Regions from separate parts of the Mus musculus genome. Here region 1 is linked to region 2. The links are chromatin contacts, called in public promoter capture Hi-C maps. All regions are on one chromosome and are shown on one strand. Each heading gives the region's core, a stretch centred on a gene start, on an enhancer-like site or on the middle of the called end of the contact. The rest is flanking DNA. Distances are from core to core; before and after follow the strand shown.

What was found. Promoter capture Hi-C pulls out the DNA fragments that hold promoters and counts their contacts.
Region 1: a contact with region 2 is called in a promoter capture Hi-C map of liver, with 4 times the contacts expected there. The contact joins the promoter of Hs3st3b1 here to the enhancer-like site in region 2. A contact is called at or near these places in 2 of 39 promoter capture datasets (both in liver), 10 of 484 Hi-C or Micro-C datasets (the AML12 cell line, the N1E-115 cell line, epidermal suprabasal cells and 1 more), 2 of 115 datasets of contacts at active chromatin or transcription factors (embryonic stem cells and hepatocytes) and 1 of 9 other capture datasets (adipose tissue).

Annotation. Positions count from the first base shown.
Region 1 is chr11:63,921,015-63,924,654 of GRCm38.p6, reverse strand. It overlaps Hs3st3b1 (heparan sulfate (glucosamine) 3-O-sulfotransferase 3B1), which reads left to right and starts at 2,371. Exons shown (of 2, transcript NM_018805.2): 1 at 2,371-3,321. The coding sequence starts at 2,768.
Region 2 is chr11:63,861,634-63,865,856 of GRCm38.p6, reverse strand. No RefSeq gene overlaps it. Among named protein-coding and RNA genes, the nearest start is that of Hs3st3b1, 59 kb to the left of the region's middle. Within about 2 kb of position 2,931, at least 40 of the 459 cell types and tissues checked have an H3K27ac peak or open chromatin away from gene starts, as enhancers often do. A contact at or near this core is called in the AML12 cell line, hepatocytes and liver, where this site is marked.

The DNA.
Region 1 (3,640 bases), core at 1,122-3,621, 59 kb before region 2:
CCTGCAACTTGCTCCGAACTGCAAATTCTGACCCCGCCCACCCGCTGACCTTGGACGGCCGAGGCCCTGGCTTGGGGCATAGAGAGAACTCCCCTATTGTTCTCCGCAACCGGACCTAGTAGGCCAGGCTGCGATTTAGCCCTTAGGCGCTCAGCTCAGCGCCACACTTTTGGCAATTTCCGACGCCCACGTCTTTGCTTCCACTCGTTGGCTTCCTCCCTCCACCCCCGGAAAAAGAGACTCCAAATATATCCGGTGGTCTCGATGTGTAATCGCTCACTTAATGGCCTTTGCTAACCCACAGGACAGGGACCATTTCTATTTACACGTAGTCAGGCCTTCAGGGAGCCACGTGGGAACTGCAATTCACCACTTTCAAATCAGCAACTTCCTTCCCATCTAAATAACGAGAACTTGAAAAGGCGCCGGTCGGAGACCCTGATCTTTCCTTCTCGAACTGAAAACAAAAAGCCGGACTAGTGCTCAGAGATGCATTTGTTCCTACATTGACTGATTAACTTTTTTTTTTTTTTAATGAGGACTATTAAATCACTTCGAAGAACCCACATCTCAGCGACGGCGGTGGGGAGGGGTGTGGAAACCCTAGAAATCCTAACAGCTGCAATAAAGGAGAAGAAAGAAAAGTGTCCTCCGACTAAATGATTTCCCTCTCAACCGTTTTGTAGGAAATTGTCTTGGGCTAGACACATAGGGATGTCAAAAGAGTATAGCAAGAGCGCAGAGGTCCGGTGGCGGCCGCTCTGTCATCTTTGGTCACCGCTATGGCTAGGATGCACTTCAAATCCGAGGTGCACAACTCAAACCTACTTTTTTAGCTTGGCTCTACCGTCCGGAAGCCGGACCGTGGAGGAGCAGCAAGAGCTCTGGGCACTTGGGGACATTAATTCCGGGAGGGAGACAGTATGCACTCTGATTACCCCCACACTGTCTCAAATAGTTGAGTAAAGGGAGAAAGGATAAGATCGGTTCCGCTTCGCCCGCCGGTGCCCACCGGGAAGTGCAAGGCGCCTGTGGCCGCAGAGTGAGTCACCTCCTGCGTCCCCGCGGCCTGCACGGGGGTCGGAAGGAATGAAAATTCTGTCCCGGAACCGCACGCAGCCTGGCGTTGGAGGCCTTTCGGTCTTGCGGAAAATGGATTCCAGGCACCGAAAGGCTCTCAAGCCGCCACTTGGGTGAACGTCCCCATCCCGACTTTCCTAACTCCGATCGCCAGCGCAGAAATTTGGCCAGGCATCAGCGCCCGAGCTTCCCTCACCAGAGCTGACAGTTTCTGAGAAGACCCCTTTCCGGGCCGCCCCCCTGGACAAAGGTGCGAAACAAGGAAGCCTCGGAGTGGATTTTCACCATTAAATAAGTGCTAGTCACTACTCCTGAATTTACCCCATATCAACATTCGACTTAAAAAAAAGTTATTGGGGGAAAACGCCTAGGATTCAGTACAGAGTCATAGGTCAGAAACCCAACCAATCTTCTAAGCAGGGGCGGATGCCGGCTTAATTGTTTGTTCAAGAGAAAGAAGTTAGAACATCTATCAAATTAATGATGCCAAGGAACAGATACCCATATAAAACTCCGACATGTGACTTTAAGTTTCAACTAGTGTCTTTAAACTAAACAACCTTCCTTCTCTCTGTTCACCCCCCAGGCCTTTTCAGGAGAGTTTGGAAAGAGTGAGATAGTGTTTACGTCTGTCCCTATTAAGCGCCAGGCACAGGGAGACCATTCTGGACAATATTGAGAGAGCGGGAAAGTTAGTGACTTCCGCCGAGGTTTTCCCTACTTAAACTTCCTAAATCAGGGTCTGTTGGAGGCCCTTCCCTGAGCCCCGATTATGAAACTGGGTTTGCGGGTGGGGCTGGAAACACGTCTGGTCGGCTTTCCCTCTTCCATCCCTGTCTCTTTTCTGCAGCTTTTACACTCAGGAGCCGGATGGCGGGACCCTTGGATGAGGACTGGCATCTTTGTCACATAGGCAACTATAGCCAAGACTGGCCTCAGAAGCGAGTGTGGAAAAGCGCGCGTGTATAAGAGAGCGCCACTCAACCGGGTGGGACCTCTTTCAGCGTTGGGTCACTCCAGCATCCTCACCATCTGCTCCTGTCACCAGCCGATGGCCTCGCCTCCCTGAACCCGCCCCTTGAATTCTGAAGCCAATAGCAACCCCATACTGCTCTACCCCCCTTCGCGAACCCTTTCCACACCCCCACGTTCCGAGAGACGATTGGCTGTTTCGACTTGGGTGAAGCTCCGGCATTTGCATGCTGCTCGCGCCTCCTGGTAGGTAGCGCAGCCCGTCACTCGGAAGGCCGGGACCGCCCACTCCACCTCAGTGCTGGGCTCTCTTCCTGCGCAGTTCTCCGCCGCAGCCTCAGCGGGCAAGCGCCGGGGCTGCTCTCAATCTCCTGGCTGCGAGGAGGCAGCCCCGGCGAGCTGTCGTGCGCCCCGTCCAGAGTTACTGAGTGCGGGGCACAGCGTAACTGACAGCGCGTCTGCTCACAGTTCCCGTCGCCTGGACTTAGCTTTCCAACCCCGGCTTCTCGTGGGCATCATGTCAAGAGCCGTCGCCGCTGCAACCGCCGCCGCCACCCGGGGAAGAGCCGCAGCCTCGGCAGCCGCGCGCGCAGGAGGGCAATAAACCGAATCACTCCGGGCTCAAAGTGGCAGGGGACCGTCGCGGTGCTCTCTGTTCCGGCGGGACTCCTGCCATGTGCTGAGCCATGCCCCTGGCCGCGCCCGCGGGCCGCGTATGGGGCAGCGCCTGAGCGGCGGCCGGTCCTGTCTCGATGTCCCGGGCCGGTTCCTGCCGCAGCCGCCGCCGCCCCCGCCGCCGGTGAGGAGGAAGCTCGCGCTGCTCTTCGCCATGCTTTGCATCTGGCTGTACATGTTTTTGTACTCGTGCGCCGGCTCCTGTACCGCCGCTCCCGGCCTGCTGCTCCTGGGCTCGGGGTCCCGCGCTACTCACGCTCAGCCAGCCCTGGTCACAGCTCCGAATGAGACATCCCCTAAGATGCCCTTCCGGGCACCTCCGGCCAATTCGCTGGCTGCAGGCAAGGATAAGACAGTAGGCGCTGGGAGCCAGGAGGAGCAGAGTCCAGAGGCGCCGGACTCCCCCAGTCCCATCTCCAGCTTCTTCAGCGGCGCTGGGAGCAAGCAGCTGCCGCAGGCCATCATCATCGGGGTGAAGAAGGGCGGCACGCGGGCATTGCTGGAGTTCCTGCGCGTGCACCCCGACGTGCGCGCCGTGGGCGCCGAGCCCCACTTTTTCGACCGCAGCTACCACAAGGGTCTTGCCTGGTACCGGTGAGTTTCCTCTCCAGGGGCCGCTGCGCCGGCCGTGATCCCGACCGTGAGCCCCCACCGGCCGTTGCGCGTCAGGTGGGGAGGGAAGCAGGGGTACAACTTCCGTCAATTTAGGGCGGGCGGGGACCAAAGTGCGACCGCACATTGCTGGTGGACAGTTGGGGAGAAATCAGATGCTCCGGAGTAGGCTGAGACAGCCACCTACAGAAACTTTTAGCTTGGCACCGTTGGCTGGTATGCTGCGCCCTAGAACCATTTAGGTGATCTCTCCACAAAGACACCCACCCGGCAGCTACTGGGAAAGCGCCGGAGGAACCGG
Region 2 (4,223 bases), core at 1,682-4,181:
TAAGATCAGTAGAGATGTAAGATTACAAGGATGGGGAGCCCATGAGAATCCCATTAATGAGGGGATTGATCTAGAGCCAATTGAAATAAGCCTGGTATTGGAAGCTGGACCTCACCTTCACTCATCTATCCCAGCTAGTATGTAAAGTGTGCAACAGCTGTGGTGAGGAGAGACAAGGAAGAGGGAGATAGATGCTGATTGGATGATGGCAACCAAAATAAAATTAGCATGAGAAATTAGTTCTACTTTGACAGGACAGTGAGGTCACTGTGGTCTATAACTGTTTATGGTATATTTTAGAACTAAAGAAGTCTGAAGGGTCCTGAGAGAGAAACGACAAATGCTCATTACTGTTCTTCAAAAATAGGTATGACTACGACGTAGGGACTAAAAGTAGAAACAGCATTACCAACCCTGTCCATGTCTCTCAGAGGAGACAGGCTATGAGCAGACCCATACATGCCCGAGTGTGGGCAGGCCTGTAATCCCAGCTCTCAGGAGGGCTGAAGTACACAGCCTAAGCTACTGTGTGTGACTCTGTCTGGAAAAAGAAAAAGAAGAAAAAGAAAGACACGGAGAATAATTGTGAGGGATGCTATGTAGGGGATGCCCAAGGTAGGCAGGCATACAAGGAGGAGTGGGGAGCTTGACTTTCTGGGGATTAACATTCTTTTGAATTCTAAACACAGAGAGCCCTGGTTAGCATGATTTATAGAGTGAATGCTGAAAGTGAGCTTTTTAATTGGGCATCATGACAAGTTTCTGGAAGTTTTTGTGCTCATCCTAATCTTTCTAAGAGTCATAGTATGAACTAAGACACCAGGCAACCAAGCTAATTCTGGAACTTTCTGGAAGTCCCAGCAGCTTAAATGAACAGCATGCCTAGACTGTTCTGGTTCTGGTTGTAAAGTCTGGGCTGTTCCAAGGAAGCAGTTTACACAGAAATGCATTTTAACAATCACTTCATGATTACTCACAAAAATACAAGTTTTATAGTTGGATAGGACTTTTTAATTGTAAACAACAATAATTGTTACTGGATAGTAGTATAAGAGGTAAACACACAAAATATTTGTTAATTGATTTACATGCAAACATGTGGTGCATATTTATATAGAAAAGTCATTCCAGAGAAAACATTACTGCTGGAGTGGAGCCTCATCTCATATGTATTTTGTGTCCCAGGTTGGCTAAGCCTTTGACAGTCTGTTTTCTGTTCCTGAAAGGACTGCAGACTCTCTCTGTTCGGAAAGCTGCAAAAGTACAGAGATGTGGGTGTTAGTCATACCAGATCAGATGTCCCCCAGCCAGCCAATGAGCAGGCTCTGGGCACCAAAAAAAAAAAAAAAAAATCTGTGTTCTTTGGTACTAATTGTCAATTTGGGAATGTGTACAAGACCCCAGGCTTCCTGTCCCTTCCATGTGAGCATTTATAGATATATCACATATAGCTATATTGAGATCCTATGTGGATATAGAAGCATACATAAATGCTTTTGTTAATCACTTTCTGAGCATTACAGCAGTTTTCATGGCAATTTTGAGAGCTGAATGCCATTCAGTGACAGTATATGCCATAGTATGTGTTCCAATCCAATTCTATGAAGGAAGGTAAATTTCAGATGTTAGGTTTCAAACCTGGGACAAAAGGCTGAGGTGTCTATTTAACACGTCAAAGCAGACATGGCCACCAGGTTCTCCTTGCATCCCTCAGTCCCCACCTGTTAGAGGGTCCCCTACCCTAAGTGTCTCCAGCTCAGTGGTCTAGGCTGCTCTTCCTCTACAATCCCGGCATGGTGGCTCTCTCCTCTCTTGGTACTTTTGGGTCTCCTGGCTGCTGCACCTGGTTCCCTCTCCCTTCTCTCCCCACATGGTTCAGGGTCATGTCCACCCACGCGACTGACCCACATGTCCCTGCCTCTGGCTATGCTCTCCCTCCCACGTGTCTGCAATAAACGTTCTCCTTCACTAAACCTAGGACCAATTATGCTTCCTTTTCTTGTTCTCTCTCTCCCTCTCCCTCTCCCCCCCCTCCCCTCTTCATCCAGCCTTCAGGTTTGTGTAGCTGTGATCAGAACTGGGAATTTTGAGTCATATAAGTCAAAGTACTAAATAATTGTTTGGTATAGACTTATAAATTGTAAATTTCTGGGTCAAGGGAATAAACACTTTTAAGGCTTTTAATTAATGTCATCCAATTACTTGTCGGGAAATGTAAAGTGTGAATAAGAATTTAAAAACATAGATCCTGGCGTGGAATTACATGTGTATAGTGCTGAAGTAGGAGGCATTAGAAAGCTCGACCGCAGCTTGGGCTGTGGCGTGAGAACTGGTCAACAAACTAACCAGCCAACCCTCAAATACTCAAGCTTCTGCATCATATTACTTTATTTGTTTTGTCAAAAAAAAAATCAATCAGGGAGCCAGTGAGATGGCTCAGCAGGTACAGGAGCTTGCGGCTAAGCCTGGGGATATGAGTTCAATTCCTGCATCCCACATGGTAGAGGGAGAGAAGTGACTCTCTGACAGTTGTCATCCTGACCCACACATCAGTAAATAAAAGATTTAAAAAAATGAATTGGCATAAACTCGCAGCTGTTACATGTTTTCATTTTCATTACTGAGAAGAGAGGGTGAGGAAGAAAGAAAGAAAGAAATCAAGGAAGGAAGGAAGGAAGGAAGGAAGGAAGGAAGGAAGGAAGAAAGAAAGAAAGAAAGAAAGAAAGAAAGAAAGAAAGAAAGAAAGAAAGAAAGAAAGGAAGGAAGGAAGAAAGGAAGAAAGGCAGGAAGGAGTAATAAGTGCAAAAGCACTCGTCTGAACTACACAGACATTTTTAACACATTCAGTTTAAACTAAATGACACTGCACTTTCCAAGTGTTTGCTTTTGATGGTTTTCTTGCCAAGTCCATACTTCTTACTGGGCTCCAGTCATTGGCTTTGATCCCTGTTTGTGACTCATGTACCTTTGTGGTTTGTTGTCACCCAGGGCCCATCCTCCAATGTTTGCAATTTACCTTTGGTATAGGCAGGGTTTTTTTTTTCCCCTTGATTTTCTTTCTTTCTTTCTTTCTTTCTTTCTTTCTTTCTTTCTTTCTTTCTTTCTTTCTTCCTTCCTTCCTTCCTTTCTTTCTTTCTTTCTTTCTTTCTTTCTTTCTTTCTTTCTTTCTTAAAGCCAGAATCTGAGTTGGTAGGATACTGGAGAGAACCCACAAAGCTTTTTCTTTGAAGACCTAGTATAATAACTAAGGCCTGGATGGAGACCTTAGAGAAGGATTTGTTGTTTTGTAAGCAAAATGTTAAGAATGTGTTTTCAAAACAGAATGTTTAAAAAGGGGGAGAAGGCAGTCGTGGTTCCTCTTTCCTTGTGGCAGATCTGAAGTAGAAGAAAGAAGTCCTTGAACCTATACTCTCCCCATCTATTTACTGACTCTATCAGGCTGCCCCGGGGCCCCTGGGAGCCCAGGTCAAATGGCCAATCAATCCAAGTTAAACAAGTTATTTGCTTCAAGAAGAAACAAAGAGAAGCAACCTTTCTTTCTAACCACCCAGCTGAGCCAATGAAACTGCTCGCCCTCTTCCCTCCCCCTTCCTTTCCCTTGTTTGCTGTAGTGTTGACAGTCAGCTCAGTGCAGCAGGACAGGAACAGAGTGGTGACTTCAACAGAAAGAACAGGATAATGCTTGAAAGCAACAGACACTGGGGTCAAAGGCCAAAGGACCAGACCAAGATCAAGGGATATAGATAACTAGGGTCAGTGCCTACCCTAACCCCTGGTCACCAGGAGGGTGGCAGGGACCAGGAAGCTGCACAGCACACTGTGGGTCACAGTCACCCAGTCAGGGTTGCTGGAACTGCTGGGGCAGAAGCTTACCCAACCCAGCAGAAGATCCTCCAGGGATTCTCTTCGGAGATCCTGGAGGTGCAGAAACTGGATATAGTTGACCAGTATAAGTTGAGGAAGCTGGAATCCCAGCGCTTGATGAAAACAGTGCCCTGTCACTGCTCTGGAAAACAGAGCTTTACTGTATCTTGCCTGGGCTAGTCTGTCTTTGGGACAGCTGGAATCTCCTGAAGAGAAGGCACAAGCTGTGAAAGCAGGCTCTTCATTCGAAAGATCCTTGCTCAGCCATGTTTAATAGGAACCAGAGAAAGAAATGAAGATAAAGAAAGAGGCAGCTTTTGATGTGCACTTCTTGAGGTCCTAGCCATAGCATGCAGAAG